2 separate regions of the Mus musculus genome follow, and region 2 is linked to region 1. Evidence: chromatin contacts called from public Hi-C data. All regions are on one chromosome and are shown on one strand. The core of a region is the stretch at or near the end of the contact, and the rest is flanking DNA. Distances in the headings are between cores, read along the strand shown. Region 1 holds the start of Flvcr2 (feline leukemia virus subgroup C cellular receptor 2). Region 2 overlaps Ttll5 (tubulin tyrosine ligase-like family, member 5).

What was found. Hi-C and Micro-C count contacts between places; a contact is called where the count stands out from the background.
Region 2: a Hi-C map of nephron progenitors shows a contact between it and region 1, with 2.0 times the contacts expected there. The contact joins the enhancer-like site here to the promoter of Flvcr2 in region 1. A contact is called at or near these places in 1 of 39 promoter capture datasets (stem cell-derived epiblast-like cells), 4 of 484 Hi-C or Micro-C datasets (the HL-1 cell line, embryonic stem cells and nephron progenitors) and 2 of 115 datasets of contacts at active chromatin or transcription factors (both in embryonic stem cells).

What each region holds. Positions count from the first base shown.
Region 1 is chr12:85,744,306-85,748,746 of GRCm38.p6, forward strand. It overlaps Flvcr2 (feline leukemia virus subgroup C cellular receptor 2), which reads left to right and starts at 2,234. Exons shown (of 10, transcript NM_145447.2): 1 at 2,234-3,284. The coding sequence starts at 2,547.
Region 2 is chr12:85,957,126-85,961,589 of GRCm38.p6, forward strand. All of the region lies in intron 29 of Ttll5 (tubulin tyrosine ligase-like family, member 5), which reads left to right. Among named protein-coding and RNA genes, the nearest start is that of Gm51989, 38 kb to the right of the region's middle. Within about 2 kb of position 2,851, at least 149 of the 459 cell types and tissues checked have an H3K27ac peak or open chromatin away from gene starts, as enhancers often do. A contact at or near this core is called in the HL-1 cell line and nephron progenitors, where this site is marked.

The sequences.
Region 1 (4,441 bases), core at 984-3,483:
GTGTCTGAAGACAGCTACAGTGTACTCACACATAATAAATAAATAAATCTTAAAAAAAAAAAAAAGCGGCTTTCTTCCTGAGCAAGTCTTGGTGCTACACTGGAATCCCAAACATCGCTAATATAGACTTTCTATAGCTTAAGCCTGTGTCTGAGCCACCTTGTCCAATGAATGCCCCACACCACCATCCACTCAGATAGATTCTATTTTTTTTAAAGATTATTATTGTTGTTGTTATTTACATTTACATCCGTGCATGTGCTCACAGGTCAGCATGTTGTTGTTATTTACATTTACATCCGTGCATGTGCTCACAGGTCAGCAGGTGCCTGAGGCTGGAAGATTCCCTCATGCTACAGATGGTTGTGAGCCACTCAGTGTGAGTGCGGGAACTGAACTCAACTCCTCTGAGAAAGCAGCAAGCCCCCTTAAACCCTGAACCATCTCTCTTCGCCATCACCTATTCTTGATTCTAATGTGCAGACTCAAGTTGTAAACACCACTGCAGAGCTTTAAAAGGGGGGGGGGGTCGGGGAGGACAAGGAAGCAGTGTCCCTCAAGATTCAACGTGTGAACACACATGAATCACCTGGAGATTCTGTTCAAATGTTCTAATTCAGGAGTTCTGGGCTGAACCTGGGGATCTGGGAATCTTCCCTTGAAACAAGCTTGGCAGGGGGGCGGGCATGGTGATATACACCTGTAAACTCACCATTTAGGATTGAGAGGGTGTGGAATTCAAGGTTACCCTGAGCAACCCTGTCTCAAAAAGACCAAGCCAAAACAGACAAAAAAGGCAAAACAAAAACACCACCAGGTTTCCAGGAGCCACCCAGGCTGCAGCTCAGACTGCTCTTATGTAACTGTGTGGTAGCTTGAATGATGGGAAGTATGACTTTTCAGGCCAGCTGGGACCTTAGTTAACTGAGTTCTAAAAGGCTTGTTTTCTTGTCTATAGCACGAGGCAAGAAGGCCGAGAGCTTACAGCTCGATGTTTTCAAAGCCTTGAGTGCCTGCACATACACCATACACATGCACACATACAGACACACACACCCAGGGCAAGCAATAGTAACTACATTATAGAATGCCCGGCATGCTCACCCATGAAGCACATTTACCCCGTGGCAACAAATGCTAGCCTTTTGGCAGGATAGGAAACATTTGTTGAACGAATTATCAGCCAGGGATTTTTCTTTTTTTTTTTTTTTTTTTTTTCGAGACAGGGTTTCTCTGTATAGCCCTGGCTGTCCTGGAACTCACTCTGTAGACCAGGCTGGCCTCGAACTCAGAAATCCACCTGCCTCTGCCTCCCGAGTGCTGGGATTAAAGGTGTGTGCCACCACGCCTGGCTGGATTTTTCTAAGGGCCATTATTTCACCATCTACATTTTGCAAAAGAAACGGGAGCTCAGAAGTGGTGTTCAGTGACCTATTGTTACACGCCTAAGTCGCTAAACCGGAATCCAACCTAAATTTTGGGTTCTTTATCACTGTGAACCCATGGAGTTGTAGGGACCAGCGCAAGCCAGCATTCCTTCTCTGAAAGCCTTGCTTCCAGGCTAAGAGGTGACGCTCAGGGGATCGGTAGGTGGCAGCGGAGGGCTACGAGGCTGTATGAGTCACTTCGTTGCCTCACTCCCAGAGCCTGCGCAGAGACTTGGTTCCACAACTTTCCCTCCAGGCTATGCTTGGCTCGCGGGGTTCCCTAGTGGGAGACCTCAGGGACCCGTCAGACACTAAACAAGTTCATATACGAGTTCACCAAAATAAGTCTTTGTCGGCTGGGAGGTCTCTGAGAAAAGCAAGCATTCCTTTCACCAGGCACACTGAACTGTCACCTGGAGAGCCCAGCAAAAGAGAGGAAGGTAGGGATCTCTCTCGGATCCCCCTGAGCAGTTTAGGGACTCCGAGCCTCGGTGCACGCCCGCTGGCCCCGAGAAGACTCTGACCTCGGAAGGGCGTGAGGCGAAGTCCTCATTTACCAACGAAGACCTCTGGGAGTGGGGGGGACAAGTGAATTTAGGGAAAGTGTAGGGGTGGGGGCTAACCGGGCGGTTTCCATGACACCGGGGACGTCGGAGAGGAATGTACACCCCAACCTATGGCGAAACAAGAGCGGCGCCTTGCGAGCCCCGCTCAAGGAGGCAGGGGATCCTGGGTGGGAGGGGTTGAGGGGCGTGGGGAGCCGGGCAGGCCGGGGGGCGGGGCGGTCACGTGCGCCCGAGGGGGCGAGGCCCCAGCCTGCCCGGGAGCAAACCGAGCTCGCCCTGCCACAGTTCGCTGTTCAGGAGTCAAACTTTTTCCAGGACGGTCAACGCTTCATCTGGACAGCCTGGAACGCGTGGCAAGGCGTCTGCGGCCAACTTGGGGGACAACAGTTTGCTAGGGAGTGATCGTAGGAACCTGAGATCTCGATTTCTCCGCTAACAGAGGTGCGCTCCCGGAGAAGTGTTGCCTCAGCTCTAGGGGGACAGGCAAAAGGCTGCTGACCCATAAGACTGTAGGAGTCAGTACGTGCCTGGGATTCAGGAGCTCGTTGTGGTCATGGTGAATGAAAGTCTCAACCAGGAGGAGAGCAATGACAGACCTGCGCCAGAGTCGGAATTCCAGATGGACACCAGCTACTCCACCCAGCCCAGCGGCTCCATCCATCCCAGCGTCTCAGGCCACCCCAGCGTCTCAGGCCACCCCAGCGTCTCAGGCCACCCCAGTGTCTCCATCCATCCTAGTGTCTCCATCGACCCCAGCGTCTCTGTCCGTCCCAGCAGTTCAGCACTCCCCAGTACCTTGGCTCAACCCAGCGGTTTGACCCATCATAGTAGCTTGGTTAGAGAAGACAGCGTGATCAAGGTGAGCAAGCGTCGTTGGGTCGTGGTCCTGGTGTTCAGTTGCTACTCCTTGTGCAATGCCTTCCAGTGGATTCAGTACGGCTCCATCAATAACATCTTCATGAACTTCTACGGTGTCAGTGCCTTTGCCATTGATTGGCTGTCCATGTGCTACATGCTGACCTACATCCCTCTGCTCCTGCCCGTGGCCTGGATGCTGGAGAAATTTGGTCTTCGAACCATCGCTATCACCGGCTCAGCTCTCAATTGCCTGGGAGCCTGGGTAAAGCTGGGCAGCCTAGAGCCTCACCTCTTCCCGGTCACAATGGTGGGTCAGGTCATCTGCTCTGTGGCACAGGTCTTCATTCTGGGCATGCCCTCACGCATTGCTTCGGTCTGGTTTGGAGCTGATGAGGTTTCAACAGCCTGCTCCGTGGCTGTGTTTGGCAATCAGGTGAGTAGAGGGCGGGTGTGTGTGTGGACGGCTGTTCCAAAGAGAGAGAGCATCTCACCATGATGGGGCTGAGTATGTTAGAGGGTACCTGACGATGAGAGAAGCTGTAGTTTTCTGGTTCACAGACTTTATGACTCTTGGGTGGCTTTGTGGTTGGGTGTGGACTGACAGTGTAGTTGGGTGATTGTGACTGTCAGTGACATTGAAGATTAATGGGGCGGGGGTCACAAACAAAGGACTTTTTCTTTCATCCACAGTTTTTCCTAGCCTGTAGGAAGCATACTAATTAAAATATGATCGTTTTTTGATGGTGTTTCTCCCCAGCCTTTATCAGTACACCAGTTCCACCAATTTTAGGAATGCTGGTCTTTTCTCTGGTAGCAATCTTTGACTGCCAGGTGGCTGTTTAGGTGTCCTTGGTGGTTTTAGCTGGACCAGCCAGATTTGCTAGAACTCAAGATCCTCTGTGCACGAAACTGTGGGCTGGGCTGTTCTTACCTTTTACGCAGAGCTGAAACCAGGACACCTGGAACCAGGCTTTGCCCTAAACTCTCTGGGATTTAGAGCCAAGTCGAGTAGGAGAGAGTAGAAATCTCACTGCGAACTTCCAAGAAAGCTTCTGGTCTAAGCATCTTCTGTCTTTCTCCTTTTGCCTTTTCTCTTCCTGGGGCAAGCAATTCCACGTTCTTATGATCTTAGAATGGTTCTCACTTAGAAGCTTGGGTGTGTTATGCATCTGATTGCTTTCTCTGTGTATTTGAGGCAAAGCAAATGTTTATGGGCCCTTCTTTAATTGGAGCCTAGGTCCCCAGATTCATTTCTTCCAAGTTGCATGCTGTCCAAGCTGCTGCTGACAGATCACTGGTCACCCTTAGCTCTGGTGAGCCGATTTTGTCTTACCAGTTCATTTAATTTAGAAAATGTGTGTAACCTCTGACTTAGGCAGAAACGTCCTAAAACTTCTCTAAAGGCAGATTTCTTTTTCTCTTCATAAGTTTAAAAAAAAAAAAAAAGCTGGGTGGTGGTGACGCACGCCTTTAATCCTAGTACTTGGGAGGCAGAGGCAGGTGGATTTCTGAGTTCAAGGCCAGCCTTGTCTACAGAGTTCCAGGACAGCCAGGGTTACACAGAGAAACCCTGTCTCGAAAATACAAAAA
Region 2 (4,464 bases), core at 1,601-4,100, 210 kb after region 1:
GAGAAGTGGGAAGGTATTTATTTCTTTTGTGTACTTGAAAAAAGTTGCAGGGGATAAAAGCCAAATGATTCTAGACATAAAGCAAGTTCTCAATTGAGAAAGAAAGCACTGTGTTGAATAGTGGTCTCTTTCTATAGTTTAACAATCCCTGTATGGGGAAAATTTTTAAAAAACAACAACAACAACAAACGTGGGTTTTTTTTCCGTGTTCCGGAGGCAGTGCTTGGAGAGGCGCTCAGAGTGAGTGCCTTTATGTCCAGTGTTTGACATAGGCTTTCCTGCAGTACAGTTTCTAACAAAACTAGTCTGTCTTCAAACCCTGGCAACAGGATTCTTTTTTACACCAGACGGTTGGGAAAGGACCTACATCCGCATGCGGTGTGCCCAGGCTGACTTGAGAGGGGCTCGGGCTGTGAGACCCAAAGTCCTTAGGAGATTGTCTAAGACGAAGAAGTGCGTCAGCAGGGCCTGTGGTGCTTCCGTGACGGGATCCAGCAGGCTTTCCTATCGAGGAGCAGAAAATCATTGTGAAAGAGTTGAAGGCACAGCACAGAGTCAGGAAACAAAATAAATATGTAGCGTTTTTAAGAAATAAAAATCAAGGCTTGGTCTATGAAGCGGGGAGGGGTGTAGGGGAATACAAAATAGGTTCCCAAATACAAAATCCCTGGTTCTCAGTTTTCAAGTATGGCAGTGTCCTAAAAGGCAATGAAGGGTCTTGTACTAAAGCCTCAACCTGACCAAAATGCTTGGGGCCTGTGCTTGCCTCACAGCCTAAGCACCTGACCTCAGGCCACAGGCCACTGTGGGAGGGAGGGAGGGAAGGAAGCCATTCCTGACTGCTGTCCCCAGAGCTCAGCATGACTGCCATGGTGTGTACACACAGACACACACAATAATAGTTGGAGTGGTTTTGTTACTTTGTTTGGTGTTTACTCCCATTTTATTGGGTTTTTTCATATTTATCCCCAGCCCCAACCCCCAATTCAACCCTACCTCCCAACCATCCAACTTGAAGTAGTCTTGTCTTAGACTGGCCTGGAACTCAGCTCCGCCTGCCTCTGCCCCCTGGGTGGTGGGATTCAAAGCATGTGCCACCACACCTATCCACTGGGACCATGACAAATTGTATGGATGATCCCTTTCTTAGCCCTGTTGGAAGGGCTGTTGTCTGTATGAGTGTAGAGTCCGCAGCGGCAGCCCCTCAGGCAGATGGGCAATGGAGGTGTGATTATCAGAGTGAGTGAAGCCTTCTGACCTCAGGGATCCTCTTCCCTTGAAATGAAGCTATCAGGTGGCCCAGTGTGTGAGCACAGCTCCCAGCACCCCCACGCCAGTGGTCCCAGCTGCCTTCTCTTCTGTGTACTTGCTGGAAGCTTGAAGCTTGAAAAGGCAGGTGAAAGACATGGGGAGGGAGAAACTACCTAACTGTTGAAGTTGCTGTTGGTGTCAGAATTAGTGTTTAAGGAGCTAATTTTGGAACCAGAAACCATGCCCCGGAAGTGACATAAACCTAATAAGCACATTATGTCATGCCCTGGAGTGGTGTCTCTTATTCCCATAGTCATTGTGGTTGGGATCAGAAGAACCAACTCAGAAGAGTTGGGGACAAACAAGGCTGCAGCACTTTTAAGACTGGGCGCTTTCCACAGAGTCCTCCCCACAGGAAAAGTCTGTTGTCTTTAGTACAATCTACAGAGTAGCCACATTCCTGAGACAAGTCATACAAAGGAAGCTGTTTATACTTAACAGCTTTATTCACCTTGCAAATGTTTGCATATATTCTATTTTCACACCACAGCAGAGCCAGCAGTCCTGTGGAACACATTTGTGCCACAGTCTGTGCTGGTCTATGTGGATGACAGCAACAGGTACTTTCTTACTAGAAACAAGATGTCAGAGTACACGGTTGAGACAGAATTTGTAGCACTTCGAATATTTGGTAGGGGTGACTTTACTAAAAGTTCCGGCTGGCTAAAGACGTTTCTCTTGGTAGCACCTGTTAGAAATAAGAGGAAAGATGATAGGATATGTCAAGGTCAGAGCCAAGACCTAATTTCCTTTGCCCTTCTCCCAGCCAGACACTGAGCCCTGCAGTGACCTGGTGCCTCTGCAGCCAGGATGCAGTCTCCGTGTAGTTCCCTGAGCTTTCCACCTTGACATAATTGTCTACAACAGCTCTCCATGCTTCTATTGAAACAGAAAGCCTGTTGCCAGGCTCCAGTGCAGTCTAAGGAGCCTTGGGAAGTCTTCTATGGCTCCAGGTAACCTCTGGGTGCTAGGATGGCTAGGGACTCAACTTGAGTATTCCAGTTCCATGTAGAACTCTGGGAGCAGCCACCCAAGAGCAGCGCTAAGTGAATTCTGAGGTCTTAGTTTGGGCTGTGCTGTGGTCCCAGCCAAAGGCATTCTGCTGAGTCCCGAGGCCTGATTTCCATTTTTACTTGGTAAGTCCCTGTGAAGAGGGTATTTTTGGATATTGACTTAATCTTTTGTTCCTCCTTTGTAGTAAGAAGTGACTAACCTTAATGAAGATGGGAGTTGTAGCTTAGAGATGTGAGTTTTATTACTGCTTTTGACACTAAGAGACCCTAAGCTATTTATTTAATCTTTTTATAGGATAAGCATACTTACCTATAAACTGGTCTGTTTTGAGAGCTTTTGGATTGCCTTTGATCTCCTTGGAAGTGGAGGCTAAGTAAATAAAAGGTACTCTCACTAGTTTCTGTGATGGCAGCAGTAGATTCCAGACCCACAGTCTGCTAATTCAGTCAGCTAGGCTGCCCAGCAAAGCTAAGATGTAAAGAGACTCCCGGTGCTGGCTGTACTTTCGTCAGCATGTGGGAGAACTCAGAGACTTGGTAGCCACAGGAATGAATAACCAGTGACTCACGAAGACTCGCAGATAATGTTACTCCTCATTTCCCCCTGTTGCTATTGTTCTCTGTTTTATGGATCGCACAAATTTTCTCCAGACAACCTTATTCTTCCCTTGCTGTTGGAAACTGCTCCAAGTGTAGCCTCAGGGCTGTCGTCTCCCATTGGGTCAGTGTGAGCTCAGTCCAGCGCCTCAAATCCCCTGGTTCCTTTGGTCTGTCTGGAGTCCCTGCTCAGGCTTTGTTGTGGGAGAGTGAGGCAGAGAGCCACAGCTTGCCCAGACAGTCTGAGACCTGGCCATGCAGCTTGCAGTTCCCTAGACACTCTGGGGTTGGACTTGGCCCGCCATTCCTCTGTTGTTACTTTTCAGAGGTAATAAGTGAGATTAATTGCAGGCCATTCTCCAGAAGAGAGACTTGTTAGGGCCAAATGCAGTCACATGTGTAAAGCCTGCGGCATGCCTCAGGCAAGGGCAGTGTGGCGTTACCCAGCAGGACTCCAGGATGCAGGTACCACATTTTATGACTTTTTTTCTCAGGCCTTGTCTCTGGTCTCTAGATGTTAGTACCTGGCTATTTTGGATTTTCCCCAGCTAGTGAGCAAGATTGGGTTTCCCATTTTGGGTTTTCTGGGCACAGAGGGAACCATTTGAGGCTGAGAGCAGGTGTGCAAGTCTCTCTCCTCTCTCCTTCCATGGAGCTGGACCACATCGCCAGGGAGACTTTCTAGGTGAGGAGCGCCTGGTGGGCTGAGGGTGTTTTTCTCTTCCTGAGTCCTATTATGAGACCTGGAAGGGTTACTTATAAAGCCTTGGCTGCTGCTTGGAGTGATTTGGGAAGGACAGGGCCTCAGACAGCTTGGCAGGAACCTGAGGCCCTGTTTTTTCCAGACCAGCCCTTCCTTGTGGGTCGAGCTGTCAGGGAATCCCACGAATGTCTGGCTTCTGCCCCTTTGTGTGTTTTTCCAGCATTTGTCATTGAATTATTTTTATCCATCTCTGGCTTTTTCACACACATGCACCCCCCCCCACACACACACACACATACATACACACACACACACACACACACACACACACACACACACACACACACACACAGAGAGAGATCCTAGGGATTTATCTGTTCCTCGATGTTAAAGTTAGGAGAATTGACAGAATACATGCAGAGTTTATTCGTACTTGTAATGGGACAAGATATTTTGATATTTTGGGCATGAGATGCTCAGTCAGCTCTAACTCCAAGTAAGCGCTTCCATCTCCAAACTTGGCATTCTACCAGAGAATGGGAATCCTGACAATTGCAGACAGTCTCTGTTACTCCTTCCCTCTGTCCTGTTCTTCAGTAACCAGTCAGAAAAAGCCTGGTGTTCTGCTGTGTCTAACATGTAGAATAAATTTTTCAAAGATTCTGATTCCAGTTTAGCTAATAACTTTTCTCCATTTGTTTAAATTACTTCCCCCAAATAGTGCTGGGGGAATAGTGCAGAGACTCAGGTCTCTGACTTAACATCTTTTCATTCTTGGTCATTGGTCAGCAGCATTTGCTGTGTTCATGATATTTCCTGCGCATTTCCTATGTCAGGCAT